Regions from separate parts of the Macaca mulatta genome. Here region 1 is linked to region 2. A link is a contact called in public Hi-C data. All regions are on one chromosome and are shown on one strand. The core of a region is the stretch at or near the end of the contact, and the rest is flanking DNA. Distances in the headings are between cores, read along the strand shown. Region 1 holds the start of NXN (nucleoredoxin). Region 2 holds the start of MRM3 (mitochondrial rRNA methyltransferase 3).

Region 1 (4,237 bases), core at 569-3,068, 190 kb after region 2:
TGTTTTCCCAACGTTAAATTTACAAACTGCATCGCATCAACTGTATTTCATACTTTAAATCCCAAATCTCTACCTCACACTGCTTTGGGATGGATGATTTACTCAAGACATTTGGGGTCACAGTATAAGCCTTTTGCTCCCACCAAACCTAAATCATGCTTCTCAACAAGATTCTGTACATATAAAAGGAACACGTGGCACGCCTCGCCATGCTCCCCAGAGGAAACTAAACGCCCCCAGAATAGCCCTTCTGTCCACTCCAGAAGCAGGCTTTCCTCAAAAAGGGAAGGGGGCTGGATTCACACGTTGCATCAGATCCACTCACGAAGCAACAGCGCTCCAAAACTTTTTCTGACTCCATTCATTAGAAAATGTCCTGGATGTGCCGTATTATAAGAGACAGACATCCTCACCCAAGGGACACACTCAGAAACCCAAACTCATCTCGACAGCAAACTGGGAGGCACGAGAAGTTGACAGCAAAGTATCCATTTCCCCAAGTCCTCCTTCCAGTCAATGTGCATCGACGGGGTCAGCTCAGCCCTCAATTCGAAGATCGCCGGGACCACAGGGGCCACCACGCAGCTGAGCTCTGCACGGCCCGGGCTGTTCCCGCGCCCGGGAGGCGTCTGGGGAGGAGGCTGGACCACCAGACAATGCAGAGCTCCCCGGTGGCCGCGAACTCGGCCTGGGGCGGGGGAGACGGAGCCGTGAGCGCCCTTCTCGGCCACAGCCACGGCCACGGTCACCGGCCGCCTCTCCTGACCTGGGCCTCGGCCCCCAGGTCCCCGGTCCCCGGGGAAAGCAGGTTTCTCCCGGAAAGAAAGGAAACGTGCTGGTTTGGGCACCACAGGCGGGGGGCGCGCGCCCTCCCCTCCCCTCCCCACTGTGGGAATCCACGGGGGTCGGCGGCGGAAGCAGGAAGGGGCCCCTCCCGGCGCCTCCGCTCGGGGGTGAAGGGGTCGCAGCCGCCCCCACCCGAGGCTCCCGGCGCGTAAGGACGGAGGGGCTCGAGCCGGGGTCCCAGGGGCCGAGGCGGGTCCAACTTTCCAGGCCGGGCGCAGCGCAGCACCCGAGCCAGAGAGAGGTCCTGGGATGGGGGTGCGGGCTCAGCGCGGAGCGGGAGGGGCAGAGGAGGGGACGGCGGGGTGGGGGGGGGCAGTGGGGTGGGGGGTGGGGAGAGGACAGTGGGTTGGGGGACGGGGGTGCAGGAGTCAGTGGGGCGGGGGGCGGGGGGCGGGCAGGGGGACAACGGGTTTGGGGGAGGGCAGGGTAAGGGGGTGGGGGGGGCAGGGGTAAGGGGGTGTGGGCGGGCAGGGGCCGGCGACGCCCGCGCCGCTCACCTTCCTGTGCTTCTCCTTGTAGGGCAGCGCCAGCCACGGCATGTCCCGCACGAAGTCCTGCCACTGCCGCTGGTCCTGGTCCGAGGACACGAAGACGATCTCCAGGCGCCGCCGCGGCTCGGGCTCCGCCGCCGCCCCGGCCCCCGCCCCCGGCCCCGGCCCGGCCGCCGCGTCCCCCCGCAGGCGCCCGTAGAAGGCGGCCAGGCTGGCGCTGAGCTGCGCGCAGGGGGCGCTGAGGCTGCAGCCGAAGTAGAGACCCAGCAGCGAGATGCCGCGGGCGCCCAGCGAGTGCACGTCCACCTCCTCGCCGCCGCCCGTCACCAGCTTCTCGCCGAGCAGCTCCTCCAGGAAGCCCGACATCCTGGCCCACCGCAGGGCGGTCGGGCGGCTGCGACCCCGCTCCACGGTCCGCGCGGAGGCAGCAGGCGGCGGCGGCGGCGGCGGCGAGCGCTGGGGGAGCGGAGCCCCGCCCACCAGGGCCGCCCACGCCACGCCCCCTCCGCCCGCCCGCGCCACGCCCCCTCAGAGGCCCTCGTCACGCCCCCTCCGCCCGCTCTCGCCACGCCCCCTCCGCCCGCTCTCGCCACGCCCCTCCACGCTCGCCACGCCCCCTTTGCGGCCGGCCGGGCCCGAGCTCTCTGCCCAGGCGGGGTCCGCAGCTGCCGGCCGCGGTGTGCGGGGTCACCGCTTGGGTGAGAAGCCGGACCCGAAACGCTGCACTCTCCCTGGAAAGCCCGAAGCTGAAGTGAAGAAAGGAGAAGGACCCGCTGAGCCAGCGCTTTCCCGGGCTGCAGCCCGGCCCGCATTTTCTCTCCACTCCCGGATTCTAAATTCCCTCCAGACCTTCTCCAGGGATCCCGCCCCCTCCCCGCGGAGCTCCTCACCCCCTTCCTGTTCCTCCCGGGCCTTTCCCCACTCCTCTCCCTGCACGAAGCCTGACCCTTAGGCCGCTCCGGGCCCCACTGACCCTAAGATGCTTCTAGAACCCGCCGTGCTCACTGCATCAGGCCGGGCCTGGCTGGACACTGACTCTTCTGTGTGTTTCAAGCTGTTCTAAGGGGGTCGAGGACGCTTCTGGTGGGGTCCGGTTAGGGTGCCAGGTCGCAGTGTGGGATTTCCGTCCAGGGGTCGCCAGGGCCACTGCCCCCAGCGAATCTGTCTTCCAGCCCCACAAATGGATGCAGAGGACGCCACGGGGCCTCCAGACCCACGCTGGCCGCGCTCCTGAATCCGCTCCATCCTTATGGCAAGTCTATGGATAGTTGAGAACATTTCGAGAGATTTTTTTTCCCCTGCCAGCTGGCAGGATACTCCCCGATGCTTAGGGAGAAACTGGATTAAACAGGTGGTCTGGGCCGGGCGCGGTGTAATCCCAGCACTTTGGGAGGCCAAGGTGGGTGGATCACAAGGTCAGTAGTTCGAGACTAGCCTGGCCAATATGGTGAAATCCCCGCCTCTACTAAAAATACAAAAAATAGCCGGGCGTGGTGGCGCACACCTGTAATCCCAGCTACTCGGGAGGCTGAGGCAGGAGAATCGCTTGAACCCGGGAGGCGGAGGCCGCAGTGAGCTGAGATGGCGCCACTGCACTCCAGCCTGGAGGACAGATGGAGACTCCGTCTCAAAACAAAGCAAAACAAAACAAACAAACAAAAAACAGGTGGTCCGTGGCGAGTCCTCGGGCCACCCAGCGCCTCCCCCCAACCCAATCCACAGGCGAACGAAGCAGGTGCAGATCCGAGCCCATCCACAATAACAGGCCGCCAGTGTGGATCAGCTACTAACGACTCAGCGAAAGCAAAATAATAAAAGCTGAAAACCCGCCCCTCAGAGCTTCCACCGCGCTTTGGAGAGTATTTCCCGGGTATCCATCGCCACCTAATGGAAAGAGTGAAAAATGAGGCCGAACAAACTCCATCTGTGAAAAGACACTGCCGGGACACCAGGCACAATGCTTTTATTTTACAGCAGCTTTCCACATATACAAATGACAGGACGCTTTGCGGGAGCTAATTTAAACCTCAGAATATAACTTCAAGCTTTTGGCACAAAACATATGCGTTCACATCGAAGGTTCTCCGTTTTTCTAGGGTAGAAGAAGGAATGGTGCAGGGTTTCAGCTCGGTGAAATGTTACCATATAAAACAGGTGGGAGAGGTGCAGATGAGAGCAGAAAGTGGATTGGTGTCTCTACCAGTTATATCCACTTCCTTAGTCACCTGATAGTATTGCTCATGACACAGGTAAGATCTTAGATGGAGGACCGCCTTCCAGCACGCTAGAATCCTACTGTAAAGTCGAATTCCACCTTAATTCTTAGGAGACTGTCATGCTGAAAGTACGTGCCACTCTAGGGACAATATTATTCTAAAACACACACAGCATCACTTTTTAGTGAAATCTTTTTTTTTTTTTTTTTTTTTTTTTTTTTTTTTTTTTTTGGAGACAGAGTCTTACTCTGTTGCCCAGGCTGGAGTGCAGTGGCACGATCTCAGCTTACTGCAACCTCCACCTACCGGATTCAAGTGATTCTCCTGCCTCAGCCTCCCAAGTAGCTGGGATTACAGGCATGCACCACCTCCCAAGTAGCTCTGATTACTGACATGCACCGACTAATTTTTTGTATTTTTAATAGAGACAGGGTTTTCACCATATTGGCCAGGCTGGTCTCAAACTCCTGGCCTGAAGTGATCCGCCCGCCTCAGCCTCCCAAAGTGCTGGGATTACAGGCATAAGCCACCGCCCAGCCTTGGTGAAAACATTTAAAGCTACTCGTATCATATATATTAAGTTATTAGGCCGGGCGTGGTGGCTCACGCCTGTAATCCCAGCACTCTGGGAGGCCGAGGTGGGCAGATCACGAGGTCAGGAGATCGAGACCATCCTGGCTAACA
Region 2 (4,312 bases), core at 1,322-3,821:
GAGACCATCCTGGCTAACACGGTGAAACCCCGTCTCTACTAAAAAACACAAAAAACTAGCCGGGCGAGGTGGCGGCGCCTGTAGTCCCAGCTACTCGGGAGGCTGAGGCAGGAGAATGGCGTAAACCCAGAAGGCGGAGCTTGCAGTGAGCTGAGATCCAGCCACTGCACTCCAGCCTGGGCGACAGAGCAAGACTCTGTCTCAAAAAAAAAAAAAAAAAAAAAAAAAAGAACGTAAGTGAGCTCCCTTCTTACTGAAGCATAAAATCCAAATTATTTAGCATAGCATTCAAGATACTATTAGAAGCAATGCCGACCTGTCCATCCTGATATCCCATCTCCTCAACTTCAACTAAGCAACCTCAACTAAAGGCACATAAAACCAGTGGCTTCGCAAACATGTAACATCACTGCACTGGCTCTTTAGTGTTACTATGTAGCTCCCCCTCTAATCTATCTGTGGATATCCCAACTTTAGAAGTCAACTCGAATCCTGGCTAACATGGTGAAACCCCGTCTCTACTAAAAATACGAAAAAAAAAAAAAAATGAGCCAGGAGAGGTGGCGGCTGCCTGTGGTCCCACCTACTGGGGAGGCTGAGGCAGGAGAATGGCATGAACTCCGGAGGCGGAGATCACGCCACTACACTCCAGCCTGGGTGGCAGAGCGAGACTCTGTCCCAAAAAAAAAAAAGTCAACTCAAATACAAGGTCTACAGGAATTATTTCCTCATCACCCAGGTTGGAAAAACCTCTCCTTTTGTATTTTCATAATAGTTGCTAATACTTACATAATGTACTATCATCTATATGTTAAATACTATACATATAATAAGGTGTTTAATCTTTTTTTTTTTTGAGAGGGAGTTTTGCTTTTGTCGCCCAGGCTGGAATACAATGGCGCGATCTCGGCTCACTGCAACCTCTGCCTCCCAGGTACAAGCAATTCTCCTGCCTCAGCCTCCTGAGTAGCTGGGATTACAGGTGTGCGCCACCACGCCCAGGTAATTTTTGTATTTTTAGTAGAGACAAGGTTTCACCATGTTGGCCACGCTGGTGTCCAACTCCTGACCTCCAGCGATGCGCGCCTCGGCCTCCCAAAGTGCTGGGATTACAGGTGTGAGGCACCGCGCCCGGCACATGTTTAGTCTTTACAGCAACCTTTGGATCAACGAAGAAATACTAACAAGGGACAGCTCTGTGGTTTCTGCTATCGAAAGTTTTGTGGTTTTTCACTATCAAATTCTGACTTCCATTACCATCACCTACGTACAAATCCAGTTCCAACTCCCACCCCAACCCAGGCCATGAGCTCTAATGGAGAGTATCCATCAGGGTCATTTGAACCTTTGTTGCCAAAACTCAATGTAGTACCCTAAAAATAGCAGACGGAGTCTCGCTCTGTCACCCAGGCTGGAGTGCAGTGGCGCGATCTCGGCTCACTGCAAGCTCCGTCTCCAGGGTTCACGCCATTCTCCTGCCTCAGCCTCCCAAGTAGCTGGAACTACAGGCACCCACCACCTTGCCCGGCTAATGTTTTGTATTTTTAGTAGAGACAGGGTTTCACCGTGTTAGCCAGGATGGTCTCAATCCCCTGACCTCGTGATCCGCCCGCCTCAGCCTCCCAAAGTGCTGGGATTACAGGCGTGAGCCACTGCGCCCGGCAAAACAGCAGATATTTTAAAAATGATCTGACGAATTCAGACCCCCGTCTGCCGCACCGTCTCCACACTAAACCGCCCTCTTGCACCTTTCAAGTCTTCCTTACTGGTGTGCTCCCTACCTCCCCGGCTTATCGAAGGAGGTCCCCCAAACCCAGTTCCCCAACCGAGTCCTGCAGTAACAGCTTCTCAGGACCGGGGAGAGACTGCTTGTGGGTGCTGTTGCAAAGGGGATGGGTTGCGAGTTGGAGCCCAGATTCAGAGACTGAGTACCCGAGTGGAGCCACTCCGACCAGCCCTGACAGAAGCAGAACTCTGAATATGCTGGTTTTACCTACATCAAAGGCTCCAAACCGGAAAAGACAAATATTAACTGGAAAGCATTATATGTCATTTTGTGTATTTACCGTCTTTTCCGGTAGACAGTAAGCTCCACAAGGGCGGGGCTCAATAAACATCTACGAGTGACTTAAACGAAAGGACGTGCTGGGCACACCGCGGGGACTAATCGCGTTAGGCCCCTCTCCAAGGCCTATGATCCCCACCGGCAACTCGCCGCTCCCGAAGCTGAACTCCGCGCAGGGCCCAAGGTCGGGCACCCTCCGGCTGAGGTTCACGACACACCCATCTTCCCCTCCCTCCGCCAGGGCCGGCTCGGGGGCCCGTTCCCGCCTCGCGCGCCAGCCCCAGTCGAACCCGGCCTGCACCTTCATCCCCAGGACGTCCCGATAGAAACGCGCCGTCTGGAAGCGGTTTCCCACTTTGAACACGAAGTGCAGAGCTCTGCGAGCAGCCATGACTCCCGCGCACGCAGCCGTCACGCGCACGGTACCGCCCCGCCCACGACGGGCGCCCCGGGCCGTGACGTCACTGGCCGCCGACGGCGCGCCTTGGTGACGCAGCCCGGGTCTCAGAGAAGATGGCGGCGCTGGTGAGACGCTCGAGGTTTGTCGTGCGGCCGCTGCTGCAGGTGGTGCAGGCTTGGGACCTTGACGCGAGGCGCTGGGTCCGGGCGCTGCGGCGGAGCGCAGTGAAAGTGGTGTTTCCTTCCGGAGAGGTGGTGGAACGGAAGCGCGCTCCCGGGAAGCAGCCACGCAAGGCAGCATCTGAGGCCAGTGCCCAGGAGCAACGAGAGAAATCACCGCTTGAGGAGTCCACATCCCACGCTCCCAGCACCTGGCAAGAGTCTGGGCTTCGCTACGATAAAGCTTATCCCGGGGACAGGAGGCTGAGGTGATGTGGGTCTTGAAGCCTGTCGAATGTTCTCGTTTCCCTTCCCGCCTCACAGCGGAGCCTTAACCTCCTTCTCCGGATGGAGGACTTCTTCCAGTACAGCCCGCTGGCTTTTGTATTATGCACAGAGGGCCGAATAGTGTCTTTGGAATTAGCTTCTGTTTCCCCTCAGCTCTTTGTTGTTGTTTTTGTTTCACCATGTTGGTCAGCCTGGTCTCGAACTCCTGACCTCAGGTGATCCGCCCGCCTCGGCCTCCCAAAGTGCTGGAATGACAGGCGTGAGCCACCGCGCCCGGCCCTCTCCTTGGCTCTTTATTTCTGTTACAACTAAGCGTGTCTTAGTAACAAGGATGTTGATAGTTACCTGTTTTTTTATTTCCATCTACAGCAGTGTAATGACAATAGTAAAGTCCAGGCCGTTTCGGGAAAAACAAGGGAAGATCCTGCTGGAAGGTCGCAGGCTCATTACAGACGCTCTCAAGGCTGGAGCTGTGCCAAAAATGTTCTTCTTTAGCCGTCTAGAATACCTAAAGGAGCTGCCAGTCGATAAGCTGAAAGGTGTCAGCCTCATTAAGGTGAAATTTGAGGATATCAAGGATTGGTCCGACCTCGTAACACCACAAGGAATAATGGGTCAGTGATTATTACACAGTGTATCTTTTTTTTTTTTTTTTTTTGTCTTGCTCTGTCACCCAGGCTGGAGTGCAATGGCGCAATCTCGGCCCACTGCAACCTTCGCCTCTCAGGTTCAAGGGATTCTCCTGCCTCAGCCTCCCGAGTAGCTGAGACTACGGGCATGCACCACCACGCCTGGCTAATTTTTGTATTTTTAGTAGAGATGGGGTTTCACCATGTTGGCCAGGCTGGTGTCGAACTCCTGACCTCAGGTGATCCTCCTGCCTCTGCCTCCTAATGTGCTGGCATTAAAGCATGAGCCACTGTGCCCAGCCTTACACAGTGTATCTTAAGGTGTGGAGACCTAGGATTAATTTCTCATACTTGTCTTAGGACAGCAGATTTCATTGAAATGAAATTCAAAATGTTACAATTAGAAAAACATAATTCTCGGCCGGGCGCGGTGGCTCAAGCCTGTAATCCCAGCACTTTGGGAGGCCGAGACGGGCGGATCACGAGGTCAGGAGATCGAGACCATCCTGGCTAACACAGTGAAACCCCGTCTCTACTAAAAATACAAAAAAAAACTTAGCCGGGCGAGGTGGCGGGCGCCTGTAGTCCCAGCTACTTGGGAGGCTGAGGCAGGAGAATGGCGTGAACCCGGGAGGCGGAGCTTGCAGTGAGCTGAGATCCGGCCACTGCACTCCAGCCTGGGTGACAGAGCGAGACTCCGTCTCAAAAAAAAAAAAAAAAAAGAAAAACATAATTCTCAAACCTGTGTATTTTAGAATATTTTCAATGGAAA

Evidence for each region. Hi-C and Micro-C count contacts between places; a contact is called where the count stands out from the background.
Region 1: a contact with region 2 is called in a Hi-C map of liver, with 4 times the contacts expected there. The contact joins the promoter of NXN here to the promoter of MRM3 in region 2. A contact is called at or near these places in 6 of 14 Hi-C or Micro-C datasets (CD4 T cells, blood, fetal cortex germinal zone and 3 more).

Annotation. Positions count from the first base shown.
Region 1 is chr16:2,519,188-2,523,424 of T2T-MMU8v2.0, forward strand. NXN (nucleoredoxin) reads right to left here and starts at 1,819. Exons shown (of 8, transcript XM_015118170.3): 1 at 1,344-1,819. The coding sequence starts at 1,703.
Region 2 is chr16:2,323,565-2,327,876 of T2T-MMU8v2.0, forward strand. MRM3 (mitochondrial rRNA methyltransferase 3) reads left to right here and starts at 2,572. Exons shown (of 3, transcript XM_077969734.1): 1 at 2,572-2,892. GLOD4 (glyoxalase domain containing 4) reads right to left here and starts at 2,498. Exons shown (of 9, transcript NM_001265952.1): 1 at 2,367-2,498. The coding sequence starts at 2,456.